Regions from separate parts of the Zea mays genome. Here all the other regions are linked to region 1. Evidence: chromatin contacts called from public Hi-C data. All regions are on one chromosome and are shown on one strand. Each heading gives the region's core, a stretch centred on a gene start, on an enhancer-like site or on the middle of the called end of the contact. The rest is flanking DNA. Distances are from core to core; before and after follow the strand shown. Region 1 has its middle 69 kb from the start of LOC103626938. Region 2 has its middle 50 kb from the start of LOC103628489. Region 3 has its middle 18 kb from the start of LOC103628489.

Region 1 (4,642 bases), core at 1,166-3,665:
TTAAGCTCCATGTTCCAATTAACAATAATGATCTTGACATGAACATAAATAAAATAACAAAATAATTGGAACATGGATATAATGAAATATTAACCCAAAACCATATAAAGCAATAGCAAAACTACCCAAATGATTCAGGGGTAAACAAGGTAAAAAGGATAAACAGACTAGGGTGACCTATTGGGTTCCATCAAATTTAAACCTATGCATGAATAAGTTATATTAAATAACATTATTGGGTAATAAAAGTGGTCAAGGGCACAACTTGTCTAGCACTTGAGAATTCCAGGTACCAGGGTGATTCTTTAGATCCTCGAAACCTCACTGCTAGTCGTAGCAACACAAACAAACATGGTATAGAAAAAATTAACATCACACCAAATATAAGTACAAACAGAATAATAATCTACGCGTTGCTACGAGATCGTGGGATCGAGAACTGCTAAGATCGGAGTCATGGTCAAGGAGTTATGATTCTATAGAGGATCTATGTGATTAAAATATTAAACTATATTATAAATTGGTTAGTGTAAATCATATTAGTGGTTATTCTATAAATAATTATCTCAACTTTAATCTAAGTTATAAATTTACCATAAATTATATTTTGGTAGATAATGATGAGCACATTATCTACCGTCCGATCAAATTCCGACGCGCCTGATTAGATCGTGATTCCCCCGAGCTAGCGCGCAAAAACGACCACAGGATCGAGGATCAACGGTCCAGAATCGCTCCCCTAACTAAAACCGCTCTAGCCTTTGGATCTCCAACCTACGGCCACGAATCAAATCTCGCGAAAGGGTATGTGTTTTCAATCCTGGTCGTTTGCTCTATAACCAACGATGCTGATATCAACCGCACCAACCAGCACCTAGATTAAATCCCAATCTCAAAACCCGATCAAACGGTTGGGCACTCTTCTCCCCAATCGGACCCGGACGTGACGGCACAAACCAGCTCGCGGCGGTGGCCATTGCCGGCGATCCCATACCCCTCGACTCCATCCACCCAAGCTCGAACCGACTAGCGCATCACAATGTATTGATTAAGGCAGAGTCAGGGGCGGCGAAAGTTACCAGAGGAGTAGGTGAGCGCAGCGCTGTCCACGCGGACGCGGCAGAGGAGAATCCTGGCGAGCAATTCCGCGCGGACCCCTTACTCGATGCTGAAGCCCTAGCACTACCCTTACTCGCCCGTACGACAGTGCAACGTGGAGGTCGACGGAAGCGGCGTGATGAAGTCCCACGGCGGCGGCGGGCCTCCAAATTCCCTCTCTCCCACATTCTCCCCCCCCCCCCCCCCCCCCCCCCCCTCTAGCGAACACGACGGGATCTCTCAGCTGAGCGTGAGTGCCGAAATGGGTCACGAGGAAGTCCTATTTATACCCAGGAGACCGGGTCTGGGATCAGCGGGAGGTCGCCCACGAACCCGGCATTAGCGGCGGCGTCTGCGCCAGTCGTTGCGAAGAAGAAGGAATAGCGCTGACACACGGGACCCGCCTCACAGTGACTGCGAGCGCAGGGAATCGGCCACACGCGGACACCTAGGCAACTAACGAAAAGGGCGCCACGTAACAGAAGGCGTTATCGCGCGCGGTGGGTGTCCGTCGGGTAGGGCCCACATGCCATGGAAACACGGTATGCGTGAGTAGAGATGGCAATGGGTCGGGTTCGGATCGGGTATGGTAAATATCCGCCCGCAATAATAGCCGCGAGCATTACTCATACCCGCGGGTCGGATTTTGTACCCGTGCCCGTACCCATCGGGTATCGGGCGGGTATCGGATACCCACGGGTATAATTACACTTCACACAAAAAACATATGGTTGATAAATGACAAGGTAGAACAAAAAAACAAGACATAATAAATCTGATTACTTTTACATAAGCAAGCAATATATGAGTACATAGCTTTTAGACTTTATATTTTAGACAAATATATTTATATAGAAATAATAGTAGTAACACAACCGCACTTGAAGCCGCACTTGAACCAAACTTCAAAGTATTCAATTCAACAAAACAACAAAGGTCTCTTGGAGTTTTGGACATGGCGCTGGAGGACGGCTTCACGGCGATGTGCTTGGCTACCGGTGGCCGGGCGGACAGGGGCTTGGCTACCAGTGTTCGGGCGACGTGTCGTGCCTGGGATCTGGACCTAGACGCCGGAGTGCTGGACCTGGACGCCGGTCGCTGGGCGGCTGGCAGTAGCAGCCTGGGATATGCCCGGGCCTGGTGGATGGCTCCTACCTTGGAGTGCAGTGACGCAAGGGCAAGGAGCCAGGTGCTAAGGACGTAGGGTCCTAGGGTCGCTCGGCGCCTCGGCTTGATGCATACTGCTGGTGGGTGGTGGCTGGGTGGTTGGGGCAGGTACACCGGACGCAGGACGACAGGGTCAGCGCGCGTTCGCTCACTCGCTCAGCTTGATGCCTACTGCAGTACTGCTGGCGGCCGTGACACCGGGTGGGACTTGAAGAGCCTAGGGTTAGCCTAAGCGGTCATAAGTTGGGCCTGCAATTGGGCCACAATTGGCTACTTGGCTCGGTGGCTCCTATTTACATATTTTCGGTTATCCGCGGGTACCCGCGGGTAAAGTACAATATCCAAACCCGATCCGATGTTACCTCGGGTCAGGTATGGGTAAGACCCGCGAGTAAAATATTGTACCCGAAATCGAACCCGACGGTTCAGATATCCGAACCCACGGGTAATATTGCCATCACTATGCGTGAGCGTCTGTGTGTGGCTGGTCATTGGGCCATGGCTGTCAGTGCCAGTGACACGCGCAAGAATGCTGGCGGAGTGGTCCGCGCGTGGTGGATGAAGCATTAGGCCGAATTGGCGATTGAGGCCCAGGTAAGGTTTTCCATTTGTTCTTTTCTTTTCTATTTTAATTTTAGAGATCCAAATCCAATTTAAACTCCTATTTTTAAACCTTAAATTTCCAAGCGCTAAAATTGATAATAATGTGAATATAATCTCCATTGTTGACCATATTATTATTATTATTATTATTATTATTATTATTATTATTATTATTATTATTATTATTATTATTATTATTTTATTCTTCTAGTCATTTATTTATAGAAGGACTAATTGGTTTCATTGAAAATTCCCTTCTTGTTTCAAATTCATATCAAACCAAGTTTAATCTCTTAATTTTCAATTTATGCACAAGTAAATCTCCAACATGGGATGCAAAGTTTATTTTATTAATTTATGTTGACCCTCTAAAGATAATATTCGAGCAAGGAGTATTCTCTCTATTATTTACTTTCCGAGTTTAAATTTTAGGTATTAGATTTAAAAGAAAATCTAGTCCTGACTTGAGTCATTTATATTTAATATTCATGTAAATAAATGCTTATAGTGCGTCATTTAATGATATGCATAGCCATTTAGTTGAATAGGAAACTTTTCTATTACTTCCTTTCTAAAATAGTTCTTGGTTTTCAGAATTCTGTCTCAATTTTCAACTCAGTATAATTTGAGATATCACTCAAGTATAAATTGAGATATCTGAATTTGCGATTTTATTTTCTTCATATATTTATTTTATTATTATTTTTTATACAGATTTTGGGCCTTACAAATCCTACCCCCTTAACAGAAATCTCGTCCTCGAGATTTGTAAGACAAGGGTGTACAACTATGTCATCTCAGAACATATGCACAAACAAAAATCTCAGTATGATGCATAATTTCTTAGCAACACATGGGGTCAACTAGACCTTATTATTCATCCTAAAACAGTATCATACTAACTACTAAATAAGTAACACTTAGATCTTACAAATAGTAGTATTTTATATATATGTTTATGTAGCTTGGTGGAGCTGGTGGTGGTGGTGGAGGTTGTTGTTGTCGTTGTCTTTCCAACTGTGCTTGCGTTATATCTCGACGTATCTCTAGTCGGTCCTGGCGTATTTCCTCGCGTTCTTGTCTTATCTGATTTTCCAATTCGGTAACCATGTTCGCCATTTGTTGTATTACCATCATTTGGGCGGCAACCACTTGCTCGATTCCAACCGGTAGAGGATCAGAAGGATTCATTTCTATTTATTGTTGCCTGATAATCTTCCCTTCCTGGTATTGACCATGAGAGTTAGAAGCCTATGATAGGATAGTTTTGCAATGACAAGTATTTGTAAGTAGAATGAATAGGTCAGTAGCTGGTTATGATCTGAAGATTCTTTAGAAGGGCTTAATCTTTGTTTTATGTCCAGATTGGGGTAACTAGTCGTATAAGGTGAATATCCAAAGGTAGGATAGTATTTTGTCAAGATGAGATAGTCTACATGATGTAGGTTAAAATTTTGTTTGATGTTAGGTGGGGACAGATAATTAATCAACTCATCATGACACTATTGGTTGGGTTAGGTCTTATGCTCATGGTTGAGTTGGTCTAATGTGCTAAGTTAAGTTAACACCTGGCTAGTAGGGTTTAATCTCTTATACTAGTATCACTAATCTGTTTAAGTAGACCACATTAGATTAGGTCATATTAGTTTAGATCACATTAGATTCTATAATCCCATTTAACAATGTAATTTAGTTAAGCATATCAAGCTGACCTTATCTTTATGAAATTCCAGTATATATTTCTTTTATACACCTGAAATTCTTTTTTATGCCA
Region 2 (4,642 bases), core at 797-3,296, 320 kb after region 1:
GCATAATAATGGTCTACGCATTGCTACGAGATCGCGGGAACGAGAACCACTAAAATCGGAGTTACGGTTAAGGAGTTATGATTTTATAGAGGATTTATGTGATTAAAATATTAAACTATACTATAAATTGGTTAATACAATCATATAAGAGGTTATTCTATAAATAAATATCTCAACTCTAATCTAAGTTATAAATTTGGTTAAAGATTATCTAGTCAAATTATAATCATAATATCAGAAGTTAATCCAATAGACATAGATTAATCCAATTAACATAGGATAAATAAATGTCTAATTATAAAAGTACGAGACATGGTATAATAAATGTTTGTTACTGCATATTAATTAATACGAAGCTAACACAACTGGAACGGGTCAGATTGGAATTAAAATGAAGAGGTTATGGATTTCCGAAGTCCGTATGTGTTTGCTACAAAATTAATTGAGTAATCAATTTTATTGTGGTTTTCATGTTAAAACAGTGCTACCAAGTAATAGAAAATATTAATACAAAATTATAGGAACTGGAATGGGCTAAAAAGGATTTAATATGAATTTTCCATGAATTAAATGAGTTTTGGGACTTATTCATGTACTAAAAAGTATTTCTTATACTGTTTTTGCTAATTTCCTGGTTCCCTGGTCTGAGCACGAATTACAGAGAAACTCGGGGTTAAACCATAAAACTTTCCCAGACTCAGTCTATACCAGTGGTGGATTGCGGGTTAAATTCTATTTCACTCGGGGTCTCTTTAGCAAACGTTCTCGGGCGAAGGGGTATGCACAGATCAGAGCCGCCCGATTATGGCTGAACGGCCCAGATTAAATCGTTTCGGTACTTACGGCTGCTTCACTCGGAGCCGTTGGATCCCTGATCCAAGGCCACGCATTCGCCACGACCCCGCTCCGATCCGCCATTGGGTTAACGATCAACGGTCACCATTATAAAATACCCGAGGTTGGATCCCAGGCACAGGATCACAATCCAAGGACCCAGGACGACTCCACCACCAGAGTACACGTGCCCTAATCCGCAACGTTCATCATCAGATTAACGGTTACGGGCTACCCGACTCGAGTCGCACAGTCTAAGGACTCAAATCAGTCTGGGCCGCACATTACCAATTCAACGGCCCCACATCCTTCTTCCCCACGCCGGTGTTGGCAGCAGGTACGGTTGCTAGACCACGGCGGCGCCATGGACATGCCCCACCAGAGATAACCCGCCCGACACCTAGCGTCTAAGTATCTAGCGTGAATCACGGAGACAGGAAGACATTTCTTAACCAAGATCACGGTGTTGCCAGGCGTTGTTCCGCTTCGGCGCGCAGCAGGAGGACTCTCCGGCTAGCCTCATCCGTGGCGGCGGCAACTCCCTTCTCTCGCCCCGGTCTCCCACGACAGCAGGCGCAGGTGCGACGGTCAACGACGGGGATGAGCCGGCCCAAATGGCGGACTCACCGCGACCTGGTGACGGAGCCCGCTGATGGCCGTGCCGGTGGGGCATCACCCGCGGCCGCGTTCGGCGTACGCCGCTGCCACCAGGAACAACTCCACGGCGGAAAACCACAGCACAACACATGACGCAGAGGGAGCGCACCAGGAGGGAGAAGTGTCGGTCGCCCCCGGCTGCGGCGGCGAAACCCGACCAAGTGCCCTAGGCGGCGCAAGATCTTCAGGCACCGGGGCAAGGGTCCCGCAGAGCACGACTCGGGTCATGCGCGGATGCCCAGCGGCGAGCGGAATTCACTTCCATGTGGCGTTTCCCCCAATCCCTCTCTCCTCGATTTCTCTCTCTGCCGTCTGCGACAAGAACACGGTGCTTTACTGGTGTGGTTCAGGGTCGGATTTTGGTGTGGCCAAGGGAGGCGAGGTGCGCGCATAAATACCCAAGCAGGGGAGATTTGTTCCACTGCATGCCTCGGCGAGAACAACGACTGATGAGCAGAGTCCGAGCAGCGGCGAGTTTGTTGAGAGAAGCAGATGCTGGCGAGATGGTGTGGGGCCCACCTGGCGGCATCACGCGTGAAGCTGCACACTGGGGTAATGCGTAAGACTGAGCGTGATGGAGGCTAAGGAGCAGGCCCGCCCCGACAGTGACTCTGGCGCAGGGTGTCGGTGTCCAAGAATTGTGGGCTGTGCGGTGAAGTATTACTGGGCCATGGAGAGGAAATTCGGCCCAGGGTGCAGGTAAGTTGTTTCTTTTCTTTTTTTCTCTGTTTTCAGTTTTATCTCCATTTCAAATTCGAAAATCAAATTTGATTCAAAGTTCAAGGTTTTCAAGATTAAATGCACCAGCAATTAAAACTCTAACATGATGTGCATAAATACATATGTTTAGTTTTGTTTATTTTATCCAAATATTTTAAGTATACAATGCACACACGTAAAAATTATTCCCTTTAAACATATGTTCATGGTTATTTTAAAAAGAGATTTTCTAGTGTATACTATTTATTAAAGTATTTCTTAAACTTAATTCTTTTGAAGAATGTCTCTAATTCCTTATTCAACAAAGGTTGGTTTAACTTATATGCGAGTCTTTTATTTAATTTCTTATTATAAAAGACTTGAATCTTGGAATACTCCCTCCTAGCTCTCAAAGTAGATTTTTTTATTAATGGGTTCATCATCACAAGTCCTTTTATTTCACAAACTCCCATATCCCGTGTTACACATCCTCTTTTAAAAACCATCCTAAAATAATAAGCAGGGCTAAGCATCACTAAATTTTCATAAAAAAGGTATTAGGGTTGTTTAATCAAGGAAGTAAATGCATCAACTGTTTGATCACACAACTCCTATCACCTAATGCATCAATCAAGGAAGTGGCAAATGCACCGGAGCTTGCCTGGAATAATACTAGGTTAGTGTTTGTTAGAAGATGTCTGCTTGACAATTATCCCTCGGCTGAGCACTTGCTTGATTTAACCATCTTTAGGTTGGTCCGACCGACGACATCGTCATGCGGAGAAGACCACTCCTTGCACCATATTGAGGTCAACTTGGCTCTTGTCCTCCACATCACGTGATTAACTAGCATACCTAATGATATGCATAATGTGCATGTATGAACATAAGAAGAACTAGAACAAGACTAAATAATGCTACACGATAGGAAAGTAAACACTTAATGGAGAGATGCAATACAACACTCATAAAGGATGTCGACATATCACTAAGCATAACTAAACGTTTTTCCAACTTAACTGGATCTAACACAAACATTAAAATAATAAACCAAGCTCAAGTCCTATATCAACCTTAGCTAGCACCCAATATCAAACGACTTGCCAAACCTTGACTCACTTTTCTTGAGTACCAACAACCCATAATAAGGATAGAAGCCTGTTAATCACTTTATAAACCATTTACCCAAATTAATTTGTATAACATGCCAAATACATGAACATCACATTATTTTATGACTTAGCAGATAGATTATTTTTAATCGAATCACACCATGCCTACAAATCTATTAACATATTCTTCACATCATTTATACCTCAAACCTATCCTCCACGTCACCACTTCGACCAAACAAACCAAATTCATTAAATAATTGAGCATTAACAAAAGAACTAGTGGTGCTCTGCTAACAGCGAGAACATGATTATTAGCCTAAATCAATCACATAGAATGTATTATAAGACTAAGCATAAATTCACCATACAATAGGAATTCTCACGATAATTATTGATAGCACTTTCGGCTAGAAATTTGAAACGTTAAACCTACATTCGCATTACTACCAATATACTTTTCACTGAAAGTAGTAATTCAAATTTTAGTTCCTATATCAAAAAAAAATTAATCGTAAATATAAACACATCTTTATAAGTGATTAAGATATTTCATCATCACACAGGCCTACTAATATTCTACTCGGTCCACCAATTAAGCTAATTGACTGGAATAGCAAAATAACTCACCATAACTGAATCTGACTCGATAATCGCAAGAACAGCGAAGTCGGCGAGGGTTCCGTGACTCATGCAATTTATCGAGCACCTAGTGAGCATCGCGCTGAACCTCGCTTTCTTCTTCATCTAATTCCATTCTTCCACATCGAGCGCTTGCGACCACCACACAATATCAACAGCTAGTAATTCAACTCAAAATTCACAAAAACAATGGCGCTCACCGGTTCACTTATTTTATCGAGCAGGGAGCTGCAGGGGTGCACGGCCAGCGAGCACGGTGAAGCGACGACAGCGGGGATCGAGGTCGCGACAGGAGATGATGATGGTGCGGCACGACGTCCATGGACATGAGCTGGAGCAGAGCGAGCGGTCTGCCAAGGGAGATGCAATGGAGGCGACGAGCTAGACGCCCTGGCCAATGTCACACCCAGTTTTAGAAGGCAAACCGAATGCGAACCATGTACGTGCTATAATCAGAAACTCACGTACACAACGATTACATAATTGGACATCATCACACATTGCTCAAAGTAAATAGCGGAAATATACTTTTATTACAATAAGATGTCCAAGACATCAACAAAGTCTAATACATAGCATAGTCATTAATATCATCAAAGTGCGGAAATACTAAACGTAGTAGATAAGGCCTACACATGCAGCTGTCTGGGTGTTTGCCACTAAGAAAACTAGAACTTGTCGTAGTCCTAAAACTCCTC
Region 3 (4,642 bases), core at 1,511-4,010, 290 kb after region 1:
TTTAGATGGCACGACACTATAATCATCTTCAGATTCATCTTCCTCAGCACCAACCTGCTCAGCCTCAGTGGCAGGTGCATCTTCGTCAGAAACATCTTCCGACACTACTAGCCCCGACTGTTTCATCACTTCGGAAATCGGAGCGGTCTCAGCAGTTTCAGCTTCTTCTCCGTCATGTGTAACCCTAGCAGTGGAATGTACCGTTGCCATTTGATGATGAATTCCTCACAATTTTTGATGAAATTGTTGACTTTTTTAATTTTCCCGAAGCTCTTCCTCTTGTGACGAAGCAAAGTCAACAACGGTGCTTCGGTTAAGTGCGATGAACAAGCTTCGGCTATGGTCAAATTTTTGGCAGCAAAATAGGGCAATAGCAATGAATGATGTGGTAACTTCACACCTACCCGTCTGTTTATATAGTGCCGCAGGTGGGGAGGTGAATTATCAAGTCTTCCGCACCGGACGAATAGTCGCCCGCACTCACTGAGTGGTGGGCCACAGAACCCGAGAAGGTGAATCGCCAAGACGCGTTTACCCGCTGCATGGTGGGACCATCTCGTGCTCAAAATTTTGTGATCGTTTCTCGGCAACGAGCTCAGGGAAGGTGTTTTTCGGATATTCGGCTCTCCGAAGCCTAGGAGACTTTTTGACGGATCAAGCTCGTTACAAAAAACGATCTAGCATCGCGAAGGGGCTACTGTTGGGGGTATGCTTCGTCGCCGAAGATCCTGTAAGAAGAAACACCTTTGGCAGATCCTCTCAAAAGCAGTGCCGAAGCTATCACCCATAAAGCTTCGGCATAGTGACATGTCTCAAGACGAAGGAGTGAACCGACTTAAAGATGAAATGACCGATCGACCCGTGATAGCTTGTATTATGATTGTAAGCATTTGTAAAGGGCATGAATGTAATTTCTCACAGGCTGTGTCCTGTGCCTATAAATAGATGAACAGTACCCCCGTACTGTTCATGCAATCTTGTAATCGCTTGCACGCGACACTCGGATTATTGCCTTCTGTTAAGACGAAGGTATAAATGTGATTAAATGTTATGTTTTAATATTTAAGTTTATATGATAAAATATGTGAATAAGTTTAAGTGTTTTGTCATATTATTCTTTCATGTTTCATATTTTATATATTTTATCTTTCATTATTTCATAACTTTAATCACGAAGGTATGACCTTCGTGACCTTCGCTCATGACCTTCGTCCCAAGATCATTATACCCTTAGGGAGATAATGCTTCAATGGACGAAGGGCATTAACATTTAACATTTTATGTTGCGTTGTTCTTAATTCGAACCATTTGAGAACAAGTACCCAACATGCGGTGACAGTGGTGGTGGTGGAAAATCTGTGAATGTAATGTTCACGCTCTGTTGCTGTATTGTTGAGTATTAAACAAATATGTTACTATTGTAGATGTTGTTTTTGAATATATGGATTTAGAGTTTGCATCAGTTATACTTACTTGAAACATTGCTCATTGATGTTGCATGCAAGCCATAAATTTTTCCTTTTGATGTATCATCTCCTCACACAACCTCGCCAGCTCTAGCCTATGTGAACCGATTCAACATATGGTTGTAATGATTAAACTTGTACATAAATGTGTCTCCAGCCTATGTGAACTTACCTGTGTAATCTCTAATGAAGACTATATCAGAAAATCAAGAAAGGTCTCTGTTGTAATAATTAGCGGATTAACCAATCATGGTGTATTTGGTTCATCTCTCTGAACCAGATTCACTATAAAAATATGGAATCCCAAACAAGCATAGCATAATAGATTCTTAAAAACCTACAGATTTCTCTAGTTTAATTCAGAATCATCTCCTACCCCAGATTTTTCTAGATTCATGTCGTCCATGTTACTAAACTATCTACCCCTTTTTTAGAATCTATAATTGACAATTATTTCAACCAAATAGATTTCAGCATTTACATAACTGTCAGTTCACAATAGCTTTCTTACACCTCACAACTAGAATCAGATTTTCATAAACCTACAGTTGAACCAAACAGACCCTTAATATACACCGGCAACTCCTTGCTGATTTTAATCAGGTGTGAGAATTGTATTTTAGAAAGTCTCAATTTAACTCAACCAATGAATTGAAGTTATGATATATTTAGAAGTAAATACTTTTATGTTTTACAGCAAGAGAAAAAAGTCTATCACATGCTTGTATTTTAATTAGACAACGTCTTAATAGGAAATTGTCATATTATTGCAAATTAAATACTAACTTTATAATATAGATGTCATAGTCATCATGAAATAAATGATAACTTTTAAATTTTATAGAAAAGGTAATAGCTATGTATCATTCTGATCTTTGTTTCCTATAAATATTAGATAATACCTTTTTCTCCCGTTGCAACTAGTATGAATAATTGAATATTCTCGCAATCGCAATGGCATGATCTTTGAGCAGGACTAGCTATAGGGTTTCCACTCCAGAGTTCTAATTCATTAACCGCGATAAAAGATTAGCCAATTTGAATATTATTTTTGAGCTTGCTAAGTTGATGGTCCGGCAAAAAAATATTTGCCTTTTTGTTTGGTCTATCAGCTTCTCAAGCTAATACTCGTTCTTTCTATCGCCATTGCGCATTGGCGGAGAGATGATTTTCAGCCAAGAAAATTATGAAAACAATACTAGAAATCGTATTGCAGTTGCAGATGGGTTTATCTACATATGCTTTAATGCTTTTATAAAAAGGTTTTCTAGCCACTAACTCCGATTGACGATGTGATATTTTTGCTTCCATAAGACGGAGGATCGTATATAGCCACATATGCAAAGTGTAGTAGGTATCTGCTGTTGTCAAACTCCATTTTATCACAATATAAAGTTCTTATTTATAAATTCGATGCTATATATTTGGTTTATATTATGGCAACCTATAAATTACTCCTTTACGCACCCGGTGGCCATTTATTCTGGCTTCACCTCTAACGATGGCGCCGACGAAAGATGAGGTCGGCGCCACCCCAAGCACGGACGCTGATCACGCCAGCAGCAGCGAGGTAGGAGACGTGGCCCGTGGACCAGCTGTGGAGCTTCCTCTCCACCTTACCGAGAAGATCCTTTGCTGCATCAACCCGCTCGCGGCGGCTCGCCTCGCCACCGTCTGCAAGTCCTGGGCGGCCACCGTCTCCGAGCAGCTGGCACGGCCCGTTCCCCACCTGTTCGTGTACCTGCCGGCTGACAACAAGTCAGATCGTCGCGGCCGCGTCGTTCCCGTCCCGATAGGCTGCGGGGACGACGTCGGCGGAGCGCGCCTGGCGCCGGCGGCGATCCCGAACCGCGTGCTCTTGGCAGACACGAATGGCCTGGCGTGCATCGGCGCCATGCCCAGTGGTCATCTGGCCTTCGCGAATTGGTGGAGCAAGCACTTGGTCCTTATCAACCCGATCACGGGCGCGCGGCAGAGCGTCCAAGTGGAGGAGCCACGTCGGAGTCTAGTTCTGGCAGCAGCCGCCGGCGGTGACTCCTTCATCTCCGTGGGCACCGATGAGCTCACACTCTGGCGGCGGGCTGGCGACGACGGCGGCGAGGAGTGGTCCAGGTGGACGGTACCGGCGGCGGCCACGCACGGGATCGTCAACATCGCATGGGCGGCCGTCTGTTGCGGCTGCTTCTACATGCTGGACGACGACGGGCACGTGTTCGTGATCGACGTCGGTGCACCACCGCCGCTTCGCGTGGAGAAGCTCCCGGTGGCGAGCCTGTTCGACGGTGACCACGCCATGGCGGTCCTCAGCCCCGCCACGAAGGGCCACCTGCTCGAGTCCGACGGGGAGGTCCTCTTCGTTCGGCCAGTGCTTGCGTCCAAGGACGAAGTCGGACGTGCCGGCGGCGCGACAACGTTCTGCAATCACGACGCTGCTGTGTTCCCCGCCATCCTTGGCTTCGAGGTGTACCGGCTAGACTTGAAGGACAGACGGTGGGCAAGGGTGAAGAAGTTGCCAGGCGACCGGCGGGCGCTGTTCGTGAGCCACGGATCGTCGTTCGCCGTGCGCTCCTCGGAGACGGCGGGATGCAGGAGCAACTGCATCTACTTCGTCGGCAACAAATGGTACTGCTCCCTGTGCAACAGGGACGCCGGCAAGACCTGGGGTGTGTACTCCATGGAAGACCGGGAGGTATTGTTTGAGCACGCTGTAACCGAGCCGGGACCATGCTCGGCGGCGACGTGGTTCTTACCTAGTGTAGTCTAGGAGCATGTATAATTTCGTCAGCACCCCGGAGAATGCGGAGGCCAGCAAAGGTGTTGTTTCTTGCATAGGGTGGAGTGACGCCTAAAAATATTTGGGCCCCACGGCCACTGAGAAGATTTTGCTTTGCTCTTCAAATACCGCAGCGTGTCCGCAGTATTGAATGTCGGAAAAAACCTAACCCAAGCAGGGGTGGAGAGATGTATATTTATATTAAGAATAGTTGCACCTAGGTCCATTATAGAGGAACAAGAGGGTAAACCCTAAATACAGTTCTAACACCCACCACAGTCACAACTCTATCGTGGACAGACGTTAAGACTGGATCGAAAGTCTATGAGATCGATCTCCACATGCTTCGTGCGCTGATGTTGTAGGGGGTGGTGGAGAGGTAGACAGCGCTGACGTTGTCGCA

What was found. Hi-C and Micro-C count contacts between places; a contact is called where the count stands out from the background.
Region 2: a contact with region 1 is called in a Hi-C map of leaf, with 8 times the contacts expected there. The contact joins two enhancer-like sites. A contact is called at or near these places in 4 of 25 Hi-C or Micro-C datasets (bundle sheath, ear, endosperm and 1 more).
Region 3: a Hi-C map of leaf shows a contact between it and region 1, with 5 times the contacts expected there. The contact joins two enhancer-like sites. A contact is called at or near these places in 2 of 25 Hi-C or Micro-C datasets (bundle sheath and leaf).

The regions. Positions count from the first base shown.
Region 1 is chr5:139,002,351-139,006,992 of Zm-B73-REFERENCE-NAM-5.0, forward strand. No RefSeq gene overlaps it. Among protein-coding and RNA genes, the nearest start is that of LOC103626938, 69 kb to the left of the region's middle. Within about 2 kb of position 2,416, at least 19 of the 20 cell types and tissues checked have an H3K27ac peak or open chromatin away from gene starts, as enhancers often do. A contact at or near this core is called in bundle sheath, ear and leaf, where this site is marked.
Region 2 is chr5:139,326,440-139,331,081 of Zm-B73-REFERENCE-NAM-5.0, forward strand. No RefSeq gene overlaps it. Among protein-coding and RNA genes, the nearest start is that of LOC103628489, 50 kb to the left of the region's middle. Within about 2 kb of position 2,047, at least 18 of the 20 cell types and tissues checked have an H3K27ac peak or open chromatin away from gene starts, as enhancers often do. A contact at or near this core is called in bundle sheath, ear and leaf, where this site is marked.
Region 3 is chr5:139,294,906-139,299,547 of Zm-B73-REFERENCE-NAM-5.0, forward strand. No RefSeq gene overlaps it. Among protein-coding and RNA genes, the nearest start is that of LOC103628489, 18 kb to the left of the region's middle. Within about 2 kb of position 2,761, at least 3 of the 20 cell types and tissues checked have an H3K27ac peak or open chromatin away from gene starts, as enhancers often do. A contact at or near this core is called in bundle sheath and leaf, where this site is marked.